Linked DNA regions of Larimichthys crocea: region 1 is linked to region 2. Evidence: chromatin contacts called from public Hi-C data. All regions are on one chromosome and are shown on one strand. Each heading gives the region's core, a stretch centred on a gene start, on an enhancer-like site or on the middle of the called end of the contact. The rest is flanking DNA. Distances are from core to core; before and after follow the strand shown. Region 1 holds the start of foxd2 (forkhead box D2). Region 2 holds the start of trabd2b (TraB domain containing 2B).

Evidence for each region. Hi-C and Micro-C count contacts between places; a contact is called where the count stands out from the background.
Region 1: a contact with region 2 is called in a Hi-C map of muscle, with 2.2 times the contacts expected there. The contact joins the promoter of foxd2 here to the promoter of trabd2b in region 2. A contact is called at or near these places in 2 of 7 Hi-C or Micro-C datasets (both in muscle).

What each region holds. Positions count from the first base shown.
Region 1 is chrXVII:18,698,868-18,704,838 of L_crocea_2.0, forward strand. It overlaps foxd2 (forkhead box D2), which reads right to left and starts at 2,337. Exons shown (of 1, transcript XM_010730243.3): 1 at 447-2,337. The coding sequence starts at 1,892. The coding sequence ends at 789. It overlaps LOC113748027 (a long non-coding RNA gene), which reads left to right. Exons shown (of 4, transcript XR_003464068.1): 3 at 3,741-3,921; 4 at 4,030-4,234.
Region 2 is chrXVII:18,547,352-18,553,486 of L_crocea_2.0, forward strand. trabd2b (TraB domain containing 2B) reads left to right here and starts at 4,665. Exons shown (of 7, transcript XM_019279549.2): 1 at 4,665-5,141. The coding sequence starts at 5,028.

The sequences.
Region 1 (5,971 bases), core at 1,087-3,586, 150 kb after region 2:
GTCTTTACAACAAAAAAATGACCTATGAACATTTAGGTGTCTCTCTCTCTCTCTCTCTCTATTGGCAACACATGACATACTGTATGTTTCATAGATTAAATTGTGAAATATTAACGAACAACAATTAAAAGGTTGAGAGAGGTAATGCGCTCTTTTATACCAAAAAACCACATAGCCTACGTGTCCACCGACAACAGGAAATGATATTGTCACAAATTCACCATGTAGAGGAGGGAGGGGTGATAGTGGGACATGGTTATTTTTGTTTGGGTTTTTTTTATTTTTATTTTTATTTTTTTTGTCTCCATGTGCTTTCTAAGTAAAACCTGAGTTTGCCGTCTCAAAGCCTATGTCAACAACAACAGTGCCATTTTCTCACGACGCACAAAATGAAAACAATATAAATCATAATAAAATTATCAATTATATTTAAAAAAAAAAAAAAAAAAAAGAATCGGGTGACACCTTTTTAATTTATGTTCAAATAACAGGATTTTTTTTTCTCCCACTGACAAATGAAGGCCACATGCCAGATTGCAGGCCAGCACTGTTTTCTTTTTAAAAAAAAGATCCTTCTCAGAGTGTGTCTCGCTTTTGTCTGTTAATATTATACACATATTTACAATCCATAAATAAACCTGTCTCTCCTCTTACATTGTTAGGAAACGGGGAGACCCAAAAGCACTCTTATTTCACCGAGGATACAGCCTACCTTCACACAGGACGACGCCACAAGTGGCTTTTTAATAAAAGTTTTTTTTTTTTCACCGGGCAACCTCACCATTTTTCTAGAAAGGGCAAGTGTTCATATTCGGGGTTTTGCTGGAAAAAGTCTGACCCTGTGGCCCGGGTTGTAATATGCTGTCCTGTGTTAGGTTCAAATGGTTGGAAGCTGAGGCCAGTGCTGGGGTCAACATGGCCAGGATCTGAGCCTGGCTGCTCGGCTGTGCGCTGTAGGAAGAGGCGGTGGAGTTGGCCGCACCGATGATATTGTCAATGGAGAACGAAGGCCGACTCGGGGCGCTGGAGTCCGTCTTGAGAGGCGGCAGAGACGGGCTTAGTTGAGGGTAAAAGGGCTTTCTTAAATCGGCCCCTAAAAGGGTGGGCAGGGGATGCGGCGCAGGGAATATGGAGCCTGATGGGGGCAAGGTGCAGGGGGCGTTGGGGAACGGGAATGAACCACCTGTGTGGTGTGGGTGATACGGGTTGTGCGCTGCGTGGAAGTTTTGCAGCTGAAGTCCATAGTTGTATCCATAGGGGCCGTATCCAAACCCGGGTAGAAAGCCACCGGTGTCCCTGAGGATTTCATTAGCCTGGTGCCTCTTGAAGCGCTTCCTCCTGCGCAAAAAGCTCCCGTTGTCGAACATGTCTGCGGAATCCGGGTCGAGGGTCCAGTAGTTGCCCTTTCCGGGGTTGCCAGGTTCTCGTGGGATTTTCACGAAGCAGTCGTTTAAGGAAAGATTGTGGCGAATAGAGTTTTGCCACGCGGGGAATTTCTCCCTGTAGTAAGGGAATCTATTGCTGATGAACTCACAGATCTCACTGAGAGTGAGGCGTTTCTTGGGGCTCTGCAGGATGGCCATGGTGATCAGGGCGATGTAAGAGTAAGGAGGCTTCACAAGTGCACTTTTTCTGGGTTTGTCCCCGATCACGGTCCCGACCTCTGCGCTGGACCCCATCTGGTCTGACGGACAGTCGGAGCTGCTGAGCCCGGGAGAGGAACCTCTCTCACCCGCGTTCTGGGAGTAATTATCGTCCGAGTCATTGTCCAAGTTGAACTCGTGGTGAATGTACTTTCCGTCCTTCCCAACGGATATGTCACCCCCAACCACATCGATGTCCACATCTTCGGACAATGCAGAGCTGTCGGACATATCCGTCCCTAAAGTCATCCTTGGAGACGCCGCTTCTCTTCCCCTTCTCTCCCAGATTTCCTCCTCCTCGGGTCCGGTGAGGCTACAGAGCGAGAGCGCGCACACACACTCTCCCTCTCCCCTTTACAACCGCACCAGACTTTTGCTGCAGATTTATCTCCAACTACTGAATGCATACATGGCTAGAATCTATTGAAAAGATAAATAACTCTTTGACCTGTGGATTTGGCGACTCCTGGTTGTCCGGGGCTGGTCAGGCAGGGCAGGTTCTCATCGAGCAGAAAACAGTTTTTCAGGCATTAAAAAAAAGTCAAAGATCATTGATCTCGCACCAGTCTGGACTCGTGTTGTGTTGAGATCCGATTGTTTCCGTATGTGAACAGTTTTTGTTGTAGGTCATTTAAAAAGCTACTTATAGATATCCAAGTTTCCAAAATATCTTTTACGCACGGGGTTGGGTAGGTATCCAGCCAGACTATCACACTATCCTCCTTAGCTCTCAAAAGGTATTTATAGGACCACGCTGATCACGTGGTCTTTGAGTCACTGTTACCAGGAACTGGACGAAATTACCCCGCAAAAAGTAATATTTGCATCTGCTCTTGAATTTAAAAATCATATTTCGTTACAAAGTATTCTATTTCTGTAATGCATATTAACTTGTTTTTAAGTTTTGAATTGACTTAATATAGTGATCGATCTTGTTTATCCTGTATTTTGTCAATATATTGAAAATGTATTAAGAAAATTAGGAATATGGATTAAAATTCATCATTATATTGGTTTTATTTCTCAATATGAGATCGCGTGACTCACTTAAAAAGACCCTTTTTTTGGAGTGTATGATAAGATAGAGTATAAGGTGTACTGGTGATGGTGATCTTTATGAAACACAGGCAAAGCATGTATCAATATTTTCTTTTAGTCAAAGCGAATTTCGTATTTGTTTATGATGTGCTCACGAGTTTTACAAATTTCATCAGCTCATAACGCTCATCGACAAAAAACAGATAATGAGGTCAAAACAACTCGTGTAACGTGCAAACACGTCAAATGTCCATATGCAGATATAGTCAGTGGTCTTTATTATTATTATTATTATTATTAGGATTATTAACAAGAATAATAATAATAATAATACTAATAATAATAACAGAACTTGATATATTTTCTTGATTTCACAAATGAAATGCATAAAATTTACGCCCATTATCTCTAAAACAAAAAATATTTTCATAATAAATGTCAGGATGTTGCCAAATTTACTCAAATATGCCACTTTCTTTTCATCTGACATTTATTTACTGCTTTTAATGTTGACAACATGACACGCTTTGATCCGTTCCATCAGTTTTTGCCTGCGTCTTTTCTCTTCCCTAATAAATTGGCTGATTTGGCCGGATTGAATTCCCCCCTCAGTGGTTTTTGGCCAGTGGCCTAATTCCATGATCACTTCTCACGGGTTTTGTGTTTTCCTTGTCAATAAGTCACAACATTATCCATGTGCATTTTCTGCATAATTCACAGGGTGCTGCACACTGGTACAGTCAGCTGCAACCTGCTCCAATTCGTCTTCGTCAGGAGTGAAAAAGGGCAGCAGATGACAAAGTGTAACGCGTCTGTAATGTGTGCGGGCTTATTGAGAGCAGGCGGACATTCCAGTTCATTACGCTGCAGAAACACCGATTTATTGTAAGGCATGTACATCAGCACCCCCCATTCATCTCCCGGGTCAAACAGCACACAGATATGTCATATTTTTAGTGTTTCATTTTTTTTCTAGATTCATTTTTTATTCATAGTTTTAATGCACAGTACAGGTTTATTTTTTAAAGTTTGCATTTGCACGCTTTCTCTTTATTGAAGGAAATGACTGTTCCACTGAGGAATCAAGTGCAAGTGAAGCATGCATCTTGTTAAACACCCCACAGAAGCCCCCCGCTCGAGCCGTGTGCCTCTCCTCTCCTCGCTGCCTGTCAGGAGCCTTTTAAAGTCTGAAATAGACGCATTGACACCTGCCTGACAGCTGCCCGACAGACATGACACGGTACTTTCTCCACGTCTCACAAGCAAGCTCATATGATGAAATATTTCTGATGAAAAACAACGTCCACATTTTATTTATTCATTTGTCCTCTCACACCGTCTTTCACAGGCTGGGCCATACCTGCATGATGAAGTGCCTGGACTTGTTTATTTCTACTCTATTCGAGTATCTTTAAAGATAAACAGGTTAGCCAGTATTATATGTGATGATATGGTCTACATGACCTTCTTAAACATTTTTAGTGTAGCTACAAAATGATTGACCTGTTTTATTTAAAATCTCTTTTTATTATTAAAGCGTTTGATTTCGTCATGACACGTTTTCCTTGAAAAAAACATTATGTAACGGATTCTTTATTTACTTAATTTATCAGATTAGTTCAGATTTGACAACCCCACCAAACGTGCGCTGTAATACATTTCATGTTCATCAAGTTTCCAGAGGTTCGGTGTTTGCTTCTTATTCTCCGTGATGTTGCCCGCACGGAGGAGTTCCTCATCATCGCAGTTTGTGGTGCTGAAGCGCCCCCTGCTGTTGGTCAAGTCATACAAATGACACCCTTAACAGTTACTGCTTGTTAAACTGACAGTTAACGGTAGTGATGTGTCCTGTCAACATGAGCCAAATAAAACTGCACTGAACTGAAAGCTGCTGAAGGTTTTGAGAAAGTCATGAGTTCAGAGTCAGTACGCATAAAATGAAGCAGTAGTTCCATGTCAATATGGAAATATTGTTAAATTGTTAACTGTACGCACAACTTATTATGGACTATCATTGCTAGATTTGAGATCAGAAAGATTGTGAGATCCCAGTTATAAAGCACTTTGCAACAGTACGAGATCAACTGTCCAAAAGAGCAGATTACACTGAGTTTGTGATTATATTTTAAATTCATCACAGTGCAGCAGTAAGTATCAATAAACAATATCTGTCAGCACTAAGAGACAACCGCAGTGTTCAATTACTCTGACTATGGTAGACTGCATAGAAAGTTATACAGCAGCAGCAGGATGTTTTGATTATCTGCCGTTTGGAGTTGAAGAAACACACAAAGCACATCTGCATGCACGTTTGTTGTTTGTGCATCTTATTGTTATTCAAATAACTAACCACATGTGACGACTGCAACACAACATGTTGGCCCTTCATAATCCAGAGTCCAGGTTGTGCACATGATCCATTTCTTAATGATCTTGAACACGGTGCAAATGTTCTCCTTGTATATATACTTCTGAATAATCAGCAGTTCATTAGTGCTCAGTTGTTCTCTATTCATGCCAAACCAAAGATTAGTGCAACAAACTCACGTCTAGTCTTTAGTAATTAGCTGTAGCAATTCTGGGAAAAGGAGGAAGTTGCAAACTGAAGTCTGACCAAATGTAACAAACTTCCTCACAATAAAAACTCTTTAAAGACTTTAAAGGTCAAATCAGTTCATCAAAACACAAATAAGAACTGATCCTGAAGTACTGATCCAAACAACCTGAGATACAAAATAAGCAACACAGGAATCTGCTATCTGCTTACTTGGCAATGATTTCACAACTCAACTAGAATGAGTGTGATTAATTATAATAATAGAAATTCTTGTGAAAGAGTGAAAACAAGCCCACATGTTGAAAATCTTGCTTTTGCTTCCATCTAGTGGTGGAAAGTTTAAACTTGTCTAATTCATTCAGAACCTTAAAACAAACTAACATGTTGTTCACTACAATGACAGTTACAGTTTATTCATTCATCAAAAATGAACCAAGAGTAATGAGGTTACTCATATTGATCATACTGGTGAACAGAATATCTGTAATGATGAAATATATGGATGTCGATTATCAAAGGCAGTTGTGCTTGCTGATTATTCTTTATTCTTTATTAAGGTCTTGTCCCATTTATTAGAGACTGTCCTCGGACCAAACAACCAGTTTTGTAAGTTTTCACTTTAAGCTACAAATTTCTCAGCCCCATGTTTGATCATTTGCTAATCAGACTGACCCACCAGGTGTCCCTGAGGCAAGAATGATGTTTCCTACTGCAACAGGACTCGCTATAGGAG
Region 2 (6,135 bases), core at 3,415-5,914:
GGCAGTCTCTGTTGAACCCCTGCTTGGTTAGACCACAAACAGGACATTGACATTGAACACCAAAAGTATTATACAGTCTAACATTATATATATATATATGTTATTTCCATAACATTATGATATGAATACATCTATTGTCCTGTGCTGAGATTTGCAGCAGCATCACTATGGTTGTTGAAATGACAAGAGGAAGACATCATTATTCCTCCATATCTGATTCTTTGACTATTTGAATAGCCAAAAGGTAAATCTACTTAACAGCAGGGGGGGTCTTTTCACTCCTCCACCTCCTCCCCTGCTTTGGCTCTCAGGGGTAAATGGGGCAGAATGAGAGAAAAGGCAGCAGGGAGGAGGTTCCCGATATGGATAATACAATTACTTACAATGCCAAGGGGGAGAGAACACAATGCACCATGGGGTGACTTTGCCAGCCATGCCTTTGATGTTGAAAGCATTATATACTCTTGAAAATAAATACAAAGATATGTATCTCTGTGAAAGCAGTCAGTAAGTATGTGTGTATATTTGTGCAAAAAATCAAAACTATAATCAAAACTGATGCTTGGATAAAATCTCAGGACAGAAGACATTTCGACAATGTGTGTAGCATTATGTTTGTGACTCACAAGACAGGCCACCTTTACGTTAAATGGAAAGTCATCTACAGGTGGCTGATACGTGAACGAAACCTCAATAGAAATTAGATGTGTTTAGTGTCACCACGAGCCTCCAGAACAATTTCAATGCTCCTTTGTTAAGACTCTGGATCACTGCTGGATGAATTCCCTCATTTGGTGTTTTGATGACTGTGGTGGAGGACGCTATCTAACATGTCCATCTAAAATAAACCACAAGAGTTTAATTGGGTTAAAATGACAATTCAAATCACTTGCAGATCATCAAATCTGAAGCAAACTTTTGGGATGTCTTGCAAAGTTAAATGAGAACATTGATTTCAAGACCAGACGATCACCATGGATCATCTCGGTTTCAAGCAGGCTGCTTTATGCTTACATAGACATTTTTCATGTTCTGTTACACTCATTATTACCTCACTCAATATGAACAATTCACCAATGCGTCTGAATCCCACACTGATTTGAAGTATGTGTGTCATTCAATGTCATTGTCAAGACTGTTGCTGGCCTATATGTAGGTCATCTTGTAGCTCTTTATGACACCTGAAGCTGTCAGTGTGGAAATGCGGTACAATTTAGAGTCCTGGCTTGGGGGTTCGAAAAAATGGTCAACCTAAAAAGACTGAAAATAATAATCAATGTAATTCTGATTCATGTTCCTCGTTCTCTCAGCCCAAAACAATTACGAAGATGAAAAAAAAAGAAACCCATTTGACATTTCTTCTAGAAAAACAACCCTGACCATGACCCATGTCACATTATCTCTTCCTCTCATCTTTCCTCTCCTGCTTTTGCTCATTCTGGATGATGAAGATAGACAGATAGCCATCCACTGCATGTGTCAACACGCCACAGGGGACGCCACTGCAGAGAATACAGAGAAAACAACTTAATTCAGATCTGTTGTCACTGAAAACCAAAATCAGTGTCAGATACAAACCAAATGTGTTACAGGCTTTGGTTGATTTAGCTTACTCCCATTTATCTCTATCTGTCTTATGTGACCAGGCGTAAACAAATTTAATTTGAACCCCCTTCTGACATTCTTTGACATATTCCACCCCCTAACATACTCTCCTACTCCTCTACCACCTCTTATCCTGTCGCTTCATCCCCTCACCCCCTTCTCCCCAGGACGTCCGGAAAGGGAAACCACAATAACATTTCACCAGAGACTCAGTCAATATTATTCCTCGACATCTTCAAAGCGGGACGGAGGATATTGGAGCCAGAGTAAGAGACAAGTGGAGATAGCGAGGGAGTGTGTATGTGTGCGCGTGTGTGAGTGTGTGAGTGTGTGTGTAGTCCAGCAGAGAGCAGAGACAACAGACAGAGACAGAGAGAGTGTTCAGTGTGGCCTTCACAGTCAGTCTGACAGCCAGTCTCTGAGGTATGGCTGCCTAAAGCTATGAGCCACTCCTTCATATCCATCTTACTCACATTTTCTTTGAAGAAGCACTGTCTTTCTGCCTCGGGTCAACCATCTCCCCGTGTCCCTTACCTTTGTCCACACTGTGCACCATCTTAATCCTTTCTCACACCACTAGGGGTCCCTGTGTGCATAATAAACAAAGCTTCAGTTACCACTTCTCTGTAATAGTTCATATTCCCTTTTCATGTGGTGTAGTAGCAGTGGTAGCAGTTGTAATAGAAGCATTACCTCTATCATTACATACCGATAGACAAGTAATGATACTGAGGCGCAGGCAGTGAGTTAATGTTGGGGGTTTTGTGGCAGGACTTCTGCTCAACATCAGACCGACAGGCAGCCACGGAGCCACAAGGACAAGTAGACACAGGATCCTTAGAGCTGCAGGGCCACAAACATTAACAAGGTCTCTTCACTCTTTCTTTTCCTTCTCCCTACCTCCCTCTGGGTTTTTTTCTTTATCTGTCCATATGGGGTCCATACTGTGTATAATGGACACATTCAAGGAAAATATGCAAAGTCAATGAAAGTGGAGGAAAGTATCAGTGTTGAAAGGCTCCAGTAGCAGATCAGTCTTTGTTTAACATTTTAAAAATACCTTTAGATCGCTCTCTCCTGCCTGCCTTTCTCTCTAACGCCTCCCCAGATGTGCATTCTATAAGTGAGCGTTTCTGTGGTCTGCTAACAGAACATTAACTTTAAAGTCTTCTTTCGTCCCCGGCTATATGCGCACTATGCTGTAAGCGCTGGCCCCCATCCAGGAATCTCCTGCAGCCAGCCGCTCATAAGCCCTCTTCTAACCGGCCAAGAATGTGAAAAGCACCTTCAAAGAGAAGCCCTCTCTGCAAGGTGTGGTTAAAGCAAGTACCTGAGTCCACAGGTGGACATATTAGAGCAGATGAAACCGCTAACTGAAATCCCACACCTGTCTCAGAGCAGGAGCCACAAAGGGGAGAAACAGAGTAGCGAGGATAAAAAGATTAGATTAGATCAACATGGTTCTATTGTGTTATTCCTTTATGTGCTGCCTTCATGAATCTAAAACCATCTGAGGCTTCCTTCAAGTAGGCCGTCGTGCAGATGTATAAAACAAAGAAATATTGACTTTTCAGCCTTTCATATTCTAAGAGCTTGATGAATGGTGCCCAATAAAAGAAGTCAAAGGGTCAAAGGGCAGAGGTGTCACAGTTTTACAACGTGAGACTGTGTTAAGAGACAAGCTGATCAAAGACACTCGGCAGAAACACCCAATCTGCCTCATCTGAATGGAAAATACAATGAGTGTACAGGGACAGTCGGTCGCTAACAAAGCTGCCCAGTAACAGAAGTGAGCATGGAGTGGTGAGAAGAGGAGTGGAGAGGAAGGGAAAACATGGCTGAGGACAAAGAGCTGCTTGTCCAAGGTCCGTCTGCTATAGGCCTGCAGGGAGGGGCCCGGTGCCACTTGTTTGAGGGGTCTCCATGATAAATTTCCCACTACTTGACTCTGTCACACTGTCTGCCACTTGGACAATAACTGAGGTCATAGCAGAGTAGCGAAGCGTTGACATCGCGGCCTGAGCAGAGAGGGGCCACTTTCTCTCAACACAGGCATTGACTTCAGATTCGCCTGCTCCACATCATGACCAAATACATCTTAAGAAGAGCGCCAGAGTGAAAATAAACCAAACACTTCTCACAGTTGTCTTTACTTGGACCTGTTTATTTGTGATCATTAATCATACAAATAAGGTCTGGAGCTCTCTGCTGCAACAAGACCCTCTGATTGCTGCAGGGCTGTCAAACAGAGACGGACAGAGATAAATGTGATCCTCCTGAAGAGGAAGCACATGACAACGTTTGAAATATTGTTCATTTACATCTTTGGAATGACTGTGATGAAAACCAAACCAAATCAAACGCTCGGCCGCCAGTGCCACCTGACTTCTGTGTATTTTGTATTCTTTAAAGTAAAGAGCTACAGAAACCAAATTATAGTTTCTAGAAAAAATATCACACAAACGTCAGCAGCGCAGTGGTGAGATTGATGTGAGGAAACACAATGAACATACAGGCTGGACATCAGGCCGTTTATGTGTAGAAGAAGACTGAAATGAGGCTGAAAGACCTGGAAAAAGTCTTTTTGGTCTCACTGTAAAGACATAATTTAACAGTTTAACAATTAATAAAACAGGAAAAACCCGCAGTGATATATAAGAAATATGATCAAGCAAAAAAAAAAAAAGTTCAGTATGAATTAAGTAATTAAGTGCTTAATTAATCTTTAATTAATTGAATAATATGATACCAGGGAAGATCAAAGATATTCGTAATCATATTCATTCTTGAGCAGAGATATTCGAGTATGTTATATGAAATGCTGCCGTGTAGTGATAACTCACTGTAGTTATACGAGCATTTTAAGAACATTCATTCACCACTCCGCACTCCTTTTGGGTCTGTCTTGTGGGGCTTTCCTCACGCAAACCTGTCATCTCTCTCTGAACCTGCGCTCCCTCCTCTTAAAAGACGCAGGGGTGTGTGTGTGTGTGTGTACGTGTGTGTGAGTGTGTGTGAGTGTATTCTGGTGGGGGTAGGGGGAAGGGGGGGTTCTCAAATCGTCCCACCTCCCTCTCTCCCAGTTAAGACGCTCCAAACTTTCGGAGCGCACCGCGGAAAACTCTCCAAACAGTCTCCAGCTTCAGGACTTCAGCACCGAGTCAAAGAAAACAGGAAAAAAGTTTCAGACAGAAAAGAAGTTGACTGCAGCCGAGGAGAGCGTCGGGGAATGGCGAAGAGGCAGAATGGTCCTCCAGCCGAGCGGCACATGTGAGCCAAGAGGCCACCGGTAACTTTTTTTATTTATTTATTTTATTTTTAAAAAGGAGACGGTGACAAGGCAGCGAGAGAAGAGAGCATACAAGAGAGACATAAAAGTCTCCTAGAGCTGACTGTCAGAAGTGTCCTGTCACCTCGACACGATGTTCTGCCTGCCGGGATTCAGCTGGATCTTCCTGAGCGCTCTCCTGCACACTGTGGCACCCTGGGGCGCACATCAACCGGAGAGACCGAAGCAGTGCGACGCACCAAAGTCGGTGAGTCGTGTTGGGACACTTCATCAAATCAAACAGCCTCATTTCTCCCGAGACAGACAAGCATGAAACCCGCCTGTATATATATACATAACACATAACGCTGTCTGACAAGTTTGTTATATCCAACCTAAAGAAATAAGTGATGCACTTAACATGGTGACACTTTAGGATTTTATAGGATTTTATGGTATCATTTTAGGGGAAACTTCACATCTCATATAGTTTATTATTTATCGTATTGAGCTCTACAATGAGGTCAAAGGTTACGAGCGTTTAGATATTTATTATCGACTAATAAACTGATGTGCAATGAGGTGAAGAGACGGCTAAACAAAAAGCTGGTTTAGATGCACAAGTTAAAATGACATGCTTAATGTGGATAGCCTGAATGTATAATAATAATAATAATAATAATAATAATAATAATAATAATAATAATAAGTGATTAAATACTGTATCTTATGTCAGACGTGTGAAGTTCAGTTATTTCTGGTTCATTAAATATCTGAAATGAAAGCAGTTGCAGAGAAATATCGTTACCGCTCGCCGAGTTTATGGCTGTTTATGTGACAAATGCAAGTGGGGAACACCCACGGGTGACTTGACTTCATTTGGAAAAAGTTGCCATGACCTTTTCAGACGTGATCATGTTTCAGCGCAACACAGAGCCTATTAAAACACTTATCGGGGCATATTGGTGAAATTATGAATGTGGCTTCAAGTCTGAGGTGCAGCCAGCCAATCCGGATCTGTTTGTCTGTTTGTCAGCTCTGCATCACCGTGAATGCATCGTTGACATCAAGGAAAAACAAGTTTAAAAAAAAAAAAAAAATCAAACATCACATCCAACACCCTACTGGAAAAACAAACATATGACCTCAGCAACAGGCTCATTTAAAAAAATAATAATAAGACGCTTGGCTGTGTTTGTGCGGATGTCATTAGGGTGTGATTTGGATTAGATCACAGGCTTTTGTTTCTTTAGTGCATTATG